3 separate regions of the Mus musculus genome follow, and regions 2 and 3 are each linked to region 1. Evidence: chromatin contacts called from public ChIA-PET and Hi-C data. All regions are on one chromosome and are shown on one strand. Each heading gives the region's core, a stretch centred on a gene start, on an enhancer-like site or on the middle of the called end of the contact. The rest is flanking DNA. Distances are from core to core; before and after follow the strand shown. Region 1 overlaps Epas1 (endothelial PAS domain protein 1). Region 2 has its middle 37 kb from the start of Tmem247. Region 3 overlaps Gm52297 (a long non-coding RNA gene).

What was found. A called contact is a pair of places that touch in the nucleus more often than the background predicts. ChIA-PET counts read pairs in DNA pulled down with a chosen protein or histone mark.
Region 2: an RNA polymerase II ChIA-PET map of effector CD8 T cells shows a contact between it and region 1, with 20 read pairs. The contact joins two enhancer-like sites. A contact is called at or near these places in 14 of 484 Hi-C or Micro-C datasets (the AML12 cell line, B cells, CD8 T cells and 7 more) and 2 of 115 datasets of contacts at active chromatin or transcription factors (CD8 T cells and effector CD8 T cells).
Region 3: a contact with region 1 is called in a Hi-C map of embryonic stem cells, with 2.0 times the contacts expected there. The contact joins two enhancer-like sites. A contact is called at or near these places in 1 of 39 promoter capture datasets (embryonic stem cells), 11 of 484 Hi-C or Micro-C datasets (CD4 T cells, the HPC-5 cell line, the HPC-7 cell line and 5 more) and 1 of 9 other capture datasets (embryonic stem cells).

What each region holds. Positions count from the first base shown.
Region 1 is chr17:86,800,495-86,803,741 of GRCm38.p6, reverse strand. The region is part of intron 2 of Epas1 (endothelial PAS domain protein 1); the gene reads right to left. Among named protein-coding and RNA genes, the nearest start is that of Epas1, 48 kb to the right of the region's middle. Within about 2 kb of position 1,686, at least 79 of the 459 cell types and tissues checked have an H3K27ac peak or open chromatin away from gene starts, as enhancers often do. A contact at or near this core is called in CD8 T cells and effector CD8 T cells, where this site is marked.
Region 2 is chr17:86,878,438-86,881,887 of GRCm38.p6, reverse strand. No RefSeq gene overlaps it. Among named protein-coding and RNA genes, the nearest start is that of Tmem247, 37 kb to the left of the region's middle. Within about 2 kb of position 1,832, at least 31 of the 459 cell types and tissues checked have an H3K27ac peak or open chromatin away from gene starts, as enhancers often do. A contact at or near this core is called in CD8 T cells and effector CD8 T cells, where this site is marked.
Region 3 is chr17:86,672,538-86,675,985 of GRCm38.p6, reverse strand. It overlaps Gm52297 (a long non-coding RNA gene), which reads right to left. Exons shown (of 3, transcript XR_003952297.1): 2 at 180-359. Among named protein-coding and RNA genes, the nearest start is that of Gm52297, 4.7 kb to the right of the region's middle. Within about 2 kb of position 1,590, at least 15 of the 459 cell types and tissues checked have an H3K27ac peak or open chromatin away from gene starts, as enhancers often do.

The DNA of each region.
Region 1 (3,247 bases), core at 437-2,936:
TATCCTCAGACCACAGGCTATGCCCTCTTCTTGTTCATTATTTAATGTCAAATATGTGTGTGCTTTAGAAATCTGGATTTAACCAGGTGTGTTAGAGCAGGTCTTTAATCCCAGCTATCAGGAGGCAGAGGCAGGTAGATCTCTGTGAATTCCAGGCCATCTTGGTCTACATAGTGAGTTCAAGTCTAGCCAAGGCTGAGTGGGTGGGCCAGGACCTCTGGCGGGCCCAGGACTGCTATGCAACTTGCGGGATTTGTGCAAAGTAAAATAAAAACGTGGAACCCTCTGCTGAAAATTTAAGCTGAGCTCAGAGCCCAAGACCTGGCTAGTACGAGGAGGCCGCACCCCACCCAGGGTGGTGCTGGAAGGTTCTACCTCCTCCCAGGCTTCCTTCCTAATTCAGGGAAGCTGAAAAAGTGCCTTTTCTTCCTTTAACAACAACAACAACATCAACAAAAAGTGTTCAGAGGGTGTCAAAGCTGTCGCTCCAGAGACCACGTGCTGAAGACTATCCCCCACGTCAGGAAAACCAGCCAGTCTGGGCAAAGGGTGCCTGACCCCGGAAACATGCCCGGAGAAGGTTTCAGCTGCATTTGGGTTATAGGGCGAGGTGGCTACTTTCTCCAGACAGACAGAGGCTAGTGCTGAGGCCTACTGAGAATTTATTTTCACTTCAGCTTCTTTGATCTCAGTGGCAACACTGACTTCAAAATCTGGAGTAATCCCAAGACAACCTATCGGGGTTAACTAGACCCAGAGAAAATAGTTCTGCTTAAAGTTTCCTGTTTTTAACAGGCCCGGCACAGCCAAGCGGCCTTTCCGAACTGTCCAGCACGCTTACTTCCAGGAGGTGGCGAAATTGGCTACAGTGGCAGGTGGACTGCCCTTTAGAGAGGAGGGAGAAGGGTGTCTGGGGCCACAGACATGGAACATCTTGAGACTGAAGTCACAATGGCCAATAGCACCCTCCCCCACCCCTTCCCTGCGACCCTAGAGCAGCCCAGCTTGGGTGTGGCCCCTTCCTTCAGTGGAACTATTTGCTCTTTTAGCACCTGCTTGTCCTCCTGGGAGTCTCTGAAGGAACTTGGCTAGGTCACTCCCAGCCAAGAGGGAGGCAGACATCCCCCTGCTGCACCCAGAGCCCTGAGCCTCCTGTCACAATTCTGCTAAAAACTGCTATGCCTGGCGGCTGCGCACACCAGACCTCCCTCCCTCCCTGCAGTTACTAAGGCTTTTCCTCCATGGCTTCCCTGGCTCACAGCACTCATTACACACTCAGTCCTGTCTCAGGGAGAGCTGGGGATACTGCAAGGAAGGGTGCAATTCAGGAACCAACAAACTGCCAGGAAGACATCTGTCGAAGAGCCTAAGCCCCTCCTGGGGATGCTGATAACAACGGAGAGCAAACCATTGGTACAAAATAAAGTAGGTGCTTGCTAAGGAACTGGGCTGGGTGGTCTAAATAGCTCAGGTTCTACATCCTGGCCATTTGCTTCCCAGAATCTGTCAGGGTTCGAATCTCAAAGAACTGGTATAGACGAACTGTCTCCTTTGAGAAGGACCACGAAATTCTTTAATGCTAAAAATAGCCCCAGTAAACAGGCTTTGATGGCTCCCACCGCCAGGATATGTGCCGCTGAGAAGGCTGTGGAGGGCCTTTTCCGGAGCACTGCTCATTTCCTTTAGGCAGCACCGCCCATGTTGGGTGGCACACCAGTATGGTAGAGCCACTTGCCTTGTGTGAACTAGCAGGTGGCAGAGCAGGTGGCTTCTAACTGGGTCTTTGAGGCCTGGCTGTGCCAGCCGTAAGGCTGCTGCTTTCTTACTTCACCCGGATGATCCTTCTAGATGTTTCCATCTTCAAGAAACTCCTTGTTCCTAACAAGCTCCGATACAGGTTTCCTACTTCCCTGGTGCTTGCTACTTAGTTATCTCCGCAGGGTCTTTCCTTTCAAAGGCTGTGCACGCGTCTTCCGGGCATACTGACGGCAAACATAAAGAGTGTGGGCCACTTACTGTGCCTTATGCCGCACTGTGAGCAGGCTGGGGCTATCTCACACTTTCTGCAGAGTGATAGATCTCAGCTGGCCTTGCTGCTGCTCTCCTGGTGTGCCCCACAAGTCCAGCATTGGAGATTTTTATTTTGTTCTTTTCACACCTGCTCCCCCACCCTTGCTTGCTGCGCTAGCCTTCATAAAATGCTATGGGGCGCTACAGTCAGTGACTGTCGCTGACTGGCCAGACTCTTTGCTTTAAGAGAATGCTATAAGCAAGGTTAGACTTTCTTGAAGGGACCGCTGGCTGCTCTCAGCCAGTAACATCCTGGCATGAATCATCTTACTGGCCTCCTTCCAAACAGGACAGAAAAGGCCTTGATTTTGAGTATAGGTGGGGCCGGGGGAGGTGGGACAGTAAAACAATTGGGCTGAAAACCAGGGAAAACAGGTCTTACCACAAGGCATAGGAGGGCACAGAAATCACATCTGCTGCTGTAATTCTGTCCCCTTTGTCCCACTTTTCCTGAGAAGTCATGGTGAAAGCTTTAAAACCATGTCCTGGATTTTAATGTCTCAGGGATCGGAGAATCATATCCTGAGCAGACTGTGTGACTTCACTAGGCAAATGCCAGGAATAAAACATAAACAAATTCAAATCAAAATAATCAAAAATAAACTTGACATTTATGTCTAGAAACCTGGCTTTGTGCTGATCTCCAACTCTGCAGTAATGAGAATTTGATTTTTTTACATATGAGTCTGGGAAGCCTCAAATCAGAATTGGGGCGAATGCACATTCTATACATTTACTGCGGTCTAAAGCTCTTGGGACGCAGAAGCGACTCCACTTCAGCCCCAGAGCGCAGGGTTCATCTGGATTTAAGACAATCAAGTGATATTTCCACCCATGTTCCCGCCACAGTGTGTTCTGTCCTCCTGGGCCAGTGTGGAAGCAAGTATCGTAAAGCTATTGTTTCGGTTTGTTTCCTGTGATATGAATCTCAACTGTGGCCCGACTCAGCCTGGAGTTCTCAGCGCGGAGGCTTCCTCCCCAACATTCCCACACACTGCAGCCTACTGTGAAAATCAAAGGAAGTGTGCTGCTAAGTAAAGAAGAAACTGGCCCTAACGCTAAGCCTGGTATTTTTTAGGCGTTTGAACTCTGAGGTATACAAAACTCCACTTGCCTAAGTAATGAGTCTGTAGTTTGTTTTGAGTTGGGAAAGTATATGTTGTAACACTGTAACACG
Region 2 (3,450 bases), core at 583-3,082, 78 kb before region 1:
GACTGGGCAAGGAGGCACATAAAAGGTGACTTTAAGCCAAAGTGTGGGCCTCCCTGTCCCTGAAGATCTGTGGGAAAGTGGAGGCAAAAGTCACATCGTCACAGGATCCAGCTGACAAACTCACAGCCTCAGTAAGGTATGGTGAATAGCATTTGCTGAATTTAGAGCCAACGTGGCAAAATGTCTGTGGGCCCCTTGTCTTACTGCTTCCATTCTTTGGGGACTCCTGGTAGACAGCATGGGGCCTGATGGCCTAGCACCGTTTCTGAGTTAGGAGGGCCACTGCTCCCGTGAGCTGCTGCGTTTGAAGGCTCTGATGTGGCAATCCTCTTCCTTTCTAGGTGCTTACTCTGGGAGGCCTGTAGAGTAATATCAAGCAAGCCCATGCGTGTCCCTGTGCATCCTGCTGCTGTCCATCAGGCAGCTGCTGTGCTGACTTTGCCTGACCCGCCACACCACACTTTTGTTTTTTTTTTTTTTTGTTTTTTACTCCTCACCAGACAGGCCTGCCATACTGGTTAGTACTCTCCATGCATGATCCAATTTGTTAATATCCCGTGGTGACATTTCTAAGATCAAACTGCCGAGAAATCCCATTTACGGGCTCAGCGGGCAGAGGGGGCCTCCTCCTGGTCTCCTTTATTCTTTATGAAAGTAAAGAATAAATAAAAAGCCAAGAAATTGACACACCAAATCAACACAACTATGGTCACCCACTGGTTTTCTGATGACAGAGCCACTTACTTGCCTGGTTCACTAGGAGACAAAAGTAGGGACTCCATAAACAGGACCAGAGAGAAAGGTGGGCTAAATTTGTTTTCTCCAGCATAGAAAATAAGCCCTCCATATCTGCTGTTCCAGATGTTGGAGCTCCACAGTTCCTAGAAGTCACTTCTACTGTCCTCTAGAAAATCTGGTACCCAAACAGGTCACATGATATGCCCAGGGTCAAACAAAAATGAGTGTCCTGAGCTAGAACTCAGAGCTTTAGCATTCTCTCCCTTTCTCTTCCTCTTTGGTCTCAGCCCCTGCGGATCCAGGCCTTGGTGTATCTAAGCATGACTCTTACCTGAGAGCTTCATTTTGAGAACACAAACATCCAACTTTAACAATCCTTGGCACTTTTTTTTTCTTTCTCATGAGAATCTTCTGCCCTGTGGTTTGTGGAGGAAGCTGACTAGCAATCTAGGTGACGTGGTTGCTATCAACAGAGAACAGCGGCCGTTAAGATAACACATGAGTCTAAATATGTCAGCAGGTGCAAATGTTGTCTTGTCCTACAAGGGGTACAGGAAATGTATTCACTTAATAGTGCAAGTCATAGATAGGTCACAGAGATAGCATAGTATCAGGGGGTCAAAGCAGACAGGGTGTGGTTTCTGTAGACAGATAGTTTGTCACAGGTTAGGGGAATATAAATGTCCATCTCTGGAAAATGCCTGAGTAGTCCCATGGGCACCTATAGAATGGTTCATGCACGGAAGCACACGTCTCTGCAGCAATCAAGGGCTAACTACTTTAATTTTATTCTCTGATCCGCGCACTGCTTCTAAATCATTTCTTAGACATGCTAATTTATTCATTTCCCCCTAAGCATTCACCCATTTATTTTATGCATCCATTCAGAAACTCATCCGATTAACTCTGAGTGCCCTCTTTGTGTTCAAAATGTTCTCTTTCCTTTCCGAATCCTACTCTAGATTCTGTAAGAGCCTCCTGAGATCCGTGTCCGGTGAGAGTGCCGTTGCTGTCTATTACACCCTGTAGAACCCTTCTGCCCCTGTCTGCTTTGGGCACGTAAGGCAGCAGGCATTGGCAGCTGACCTTACTGACTGGGTAAGCAAACAAGACACATGTTCAGTAATTTTCAGCCAGCTAAGTTCCTGTGCATCGTCTCACCGTTATCCTCATTGCAAAATCGAGAAAACAAGGCTCAGAGAGATTAAGAAACCTGCTTGTTAGCAGCGTGTGTGTGACCGTGTAGGGCTTAGGCTTGTCTATCTGCCTCTACACCTGCCTTTTCTCTTTCTGCACGCCATTCCTGCTTATTCCTTTTATTCTCTTTCTTTGTTGGATCTCATACTGTTGACTAGTTACTGCAGCCTCTGCTATTGAATTGTTCATGGCTCCATAAAAACATCTAGAAACCATCAAGAGAATAGGAACTCATTGGGTTCAATTATGGACATTTGAAAAAGCACCTATTTTTTGGGCTGAGCGCAGGAGAAGTTTGAGAAAGAAGACGGAATAGACATCATCACCCTAAAGCAGCTCACTAGTGTTCAGCTACCACATCATGTCTCTCCTGCCCTACAATAGAGAAGCCAATGTCTGGGCTAGGCTTGGGTAGAGGAGACTATGATCCAAACAGCCTAAGTAGACAGGTCAGCTTGGTAAATTGAGTACCTCCCCTGGCTCCAACCTGGCTCCAAGTTGCTCTTTATGGAATTTAGTTTTATATGCTGGCCATATTTTTTAAAATTTTTATCATGTGACCTCTGGTGGTCTGTACCATGAATCTAATAAATTATTTTTACTCTTTCGGTTCAGAATTATACCATTAACTTAAGAGTCTCCCTCTGACAGTGGGTGTCGGTTTTATCTAACTGCATAGATAATCATATTGTCTATGGAGAAAAATGGTTTCATGTTTTCATTTCTTGTCTTACTGTAGTGGCAAGTACTTCCAGCATGATAGTAAAGTAGACTGACAAGAGCAAATTAAATATTTTAATGTTGTTCCTAATTTCTTTCTCTGTGTAGCATCATTAAATATGACATTATCTTCAGGGTTTTTTGTTGATGTTCTCAATAAAGTTGATGAAGTTCCCTTCCATTTTTAGTTTACTAAGAGTTTTTGCAGTGAATTGGTGTTGGCTTTGTTTTGTTTTGTTTTGTTTTGCTTTGTTTTTTGGTTGAGTAGGTTGTGGGTTGATTTTTTTCTGTATCAATTAATGTGAACTTAAGACTTCTTTTTAACTTCCTTTTAAAATTGTGTGTGTGTGTGTGTGTGTGTGTGTGTGTGTGTGTGTGTGTGTAGGGAGCGGGTGGATGTGAGATGCCCAGTGTGAATGCTGTGAACCAAACCCGGGTCTTCTGGAGAAGCAGTGCGTGTTCTTAACTGTTGTGCCGTGTCTCTCTCCCCTTCATTAGCTTCTTGATGTGTTTGTAGTTGGTTTACATCATTTGCTTTTTCAAATGTTGAGCCTTGGATAAATCTCACTTAGTTATGGTGTTTTATACATAGTTGGGTTCTACTTGCTAATATTGGATTTAGACAGATCCATCCAGTGTAGAGACAAATAAAGGATGCCATAGCTTCCCAATAGTACACTAAAGTGCAAATCTCTTAGTTGTTCAAATACTTAAAAACTGGCCTTAGTGCGCGTTTCTGAGTTTCCCCCCTACGTTAGGGAGCATCCTGATCCCTCTTCCTACGTTAGGTGTGTG
Region 3 (3,448 bases), core at 341-2,840, 130 kb after region 1:
TAGAGTTCTGCCTTAAGCAAGATAGGACTGAAGTTTCCTGGACTCCATCTCCCCCAGGCTGCCTCAAACCCCACCTTCCTTCAGGGGTTGGGTGGGTGAAAGTGTGAGTTTCTTTAAAGTGCAAAGGTCTCCCTGCTGGGCCTGGGCAGGAGGGAGGGATAGGGTGGGCTGCTACTGACCGCCTGGTAGCTGCTGATGGACGCCAGAGCTAAGACTACAGAAGAGGTATTGAGTCCAATTTCTCCGTCCTGGTCCTGAAGGTGAGGCCAAGGGGAGAAGTAACAGACTGCGTCTTCTTGGGCCATCCAGACAAGTGGGGGAGAAGAAGGGCATATCTTCATTGCTCAGCAGAAGAGAGCCTGGAGCGAGAAGGAAAATAAGTGAAGGCTTTGACCGCAGCCCAGATCCACTCAGAGAAAGAGAAACAGTAAGTAGAAAGAAACCAAGAGGAAAAGCAGGCCAGGGCAAGGTAGGTGACAAGAAAGCTTCTGCAGACCTAGGAGGCAGAGACAGGCACATCTTTGTGAGTTCAAGGCCAGCTTGGTCTACCAAGCAAGTCCAGGACAGCCAGGGCTCTGTTATAACAAGAAACCCTGTCTTGAAAAACAACAGCAACAACAATAATAATAATGAGAGAAGTGGAGGGTGGATGAAAGGGACACCAGCAGGAGGCTAGAAGGGAGCAGGTCCCAGAGGAACCTGTGCTCAGAGAAAAGGGACTGTCACAGGGGATGAAGCCTGGGGCCTGCTGAGGTGGCTTAGAGCTAAGCTGAGCCAACTCTCTCCTCTATGGAGGAAGCATTGGGACTTGTAGCTGCTCTCTCCTGGGCAGCCTCAGCACTAGAGGTAAACTGAGGTATAGAATTGATGGAGTTCTGACTGTCCCACAAACCTCAGACCAGGCCCACCATAATCCCAAGAGAAGTCTGTCCCAAGGTACCCTCCTCTCTCCCCACCCCTGCCACTGATTCACGCAAACAGGAACAATTGACCGTGTTCATGATAATGAATGCCCCTGCCCTCCATTTCTGGAGCCTTTAACTGTAGCTAGCAAGTTGATCCGCTGTGGCAAGATTCTTTTCTTTTTTTTTTTTTCTCTTTTTCTCAGAGGTACTCAAGAACCACAGTGCCTTCCTGGGCAAACTCAAAAGCAAAATAAAGAATTACATCCTTAAAAGAAAAAGTTTAAGATCAACAGGAAGCCGAACAGGAAGTTCCCATAGAAGATGAAAACATCTGATACTTGTGCTGAAGGCAACAAACCGAGGGCTTCTTAGGGATATGCAGCCATCTCCATGGTTAGTGTTAGTGGGCTGCACCAACATGTTTCATTCCCAGGATGCTCCAGACCTGCCGAGAAGCCCTGACTGCTCCCAGAGATCCCAGACATACTTTTACCTAAAGAGGCACACACATACATACAACACACCCATGAATGCCTGTGTGCATTCCTAGATGTATCAACAGACGTGTGTGGAGAAAGACACATAAATGCACAAACACAGACAGTGCAAACTTTACAGGCTGAGTGTGCACAGCAGTCAAGACAGTGATGGCTGGGTCCAGAGCCTTCTCTTGCTTGCATACTTGACTGTCTCTTAGCTAGAGAGCAGTCCTTTGATCAGGTTTGCCTGCTGAGAGGCTTCTGACAGCTGGGTTACTCCAGAGGTTAACCCTCAGGAACCCAGGTTACCCCACAGTAAGCTCATCTGTACTGACCTGCTGCAGCTTTCAGCTCCTTGACCACAGAACCTGTCCATATTCTTAAAAATTACTAACCAACAAGAGCTATTTCTTGAGTTCTGTATATCACCAGAGGGGTATTCTTGGATATTGCTTTTCAATGTGTCTGGGTGTTTTGCCTTATGCATTGTCTTTGACCACATACATGCTTGGTGCTTGCAGAAGCCAGAAGAGGGTGTCAGGTCCCCCAGAACTAGAAGTACAGACTGTTGTTAGCCATCATGTGGGTGCTGGGAATTAAACCGAGGTCCTCCGGAAGAGCAGTTAGTACTCTTAACCATTGAACCATCTCTCCAGCTCCTTGTACACTTCTATAAATCTCTTTGGAGAACAGTTTAAGATTCACATATCTGCTTCTGCAATAAAGCTTCTATGACATGCTTTGGTTGATGTGTTAAAACAATTCATGACCGAAGCATCCATACTTTGGTCTTCCTTCTTCTTGAACTTCATGTGGTCTGTGCATTGTATCTTGGGTATTCTGAGCTTCTGGGCTAATATCCACTTATCAGTGAGTGCACACCATGTGTGTTTTTTTTGTGACTGGGTTACCTCACTCAGGATGATATTTTCTAGTTCCACCCATTTGCCTCAGAATTTCATGAATTCATTGTTTTTAATAGCTGAGTAGTATTCCATTGTGTAAATGTACCACATTTTCTGTATTCATTCCTCTGTTGAGGGACATCTGGGTTCTTTCTAGCTTCTGGCTATTATAAATAAGGCCGCTGTAAACATAGTGGAGCATGTGTCCTTACATGGAAGCAGGAGTATATGGGGTGGTTAGTGGGGGTGGGGAATGGAATAGGGGTTTTCAGATGGGGGAACCAGGAAAGGGGGTAATAATTGAAATGTAAATAAAGAAAGTATCTAATAAAAAAAGAAAGCTCTCAAACCATGGGCCAGAAAGAAGAAGAGGAAGGGGAAGAAGGGAAGGGGAAGAAGGGGAAGAGGAAGGGGAAGAAGAGGAAGAAGAGGAAGAAGAAGAAGAAGAAGAAAAGAAGAAGAAGAAGAAGAAGAAGAGGAGGAGGAGGAGGAGGAGGAGGAGGAAGAGGAAGAAGAAGGAGAAGAAGGAGGAGAAGGAGGAGAGGAAGAAGAGGAAGGAGGAGAAGGAGAAGGAGGAGAAGGAGAAGAAGAAGAGGAAGATGAAGAGGAAGAAGAAGATGAAGAAGATGATGAAGAAGAAGAGGAAGAAGAAGGAGAAGAAGAAGGAGCAGAAGGAGAAGGAGAGGAAGAAGAGGAAGGAGGAGAAGAAGAAGAAGAGGAGGAGGGGGAGGAAGAAGAAGAAGAAGAAGAAGAAGAAGAAGAAGAAGAAGAAGAAGAAGAAGAAGAAGAAGAAGAAGACGACAACAACAACAATCCAGGGTTATAGAGATGTGAGACAGAGTTGAGAAAGAGAGGTCTTCCTAGATTCCTCCAAATTATTTCCCAGGAATTCCCTCCCCTAAGTGACTTACTTGATAGGATGCCAATTTGAGGGCTAAGTCACAAGAGGACTGTGGCTTCCACTCTTACTGTGCCCTGTCTTCCCTTTAGCTCGCAGTGTGATAGCCTGTTCTAGGCTGCACTACAGATAACCCCCACTGAGAAGGATCCAAAAATGTCTCTGCTTGGTTCCAGGGAGGAACAGAAGCCTCTCCAGTCAGCCAAATTCAGCAATAGAAGAGCTGTGAGTTTTAACCCAAGCATAAACAGTAGTGCGCAC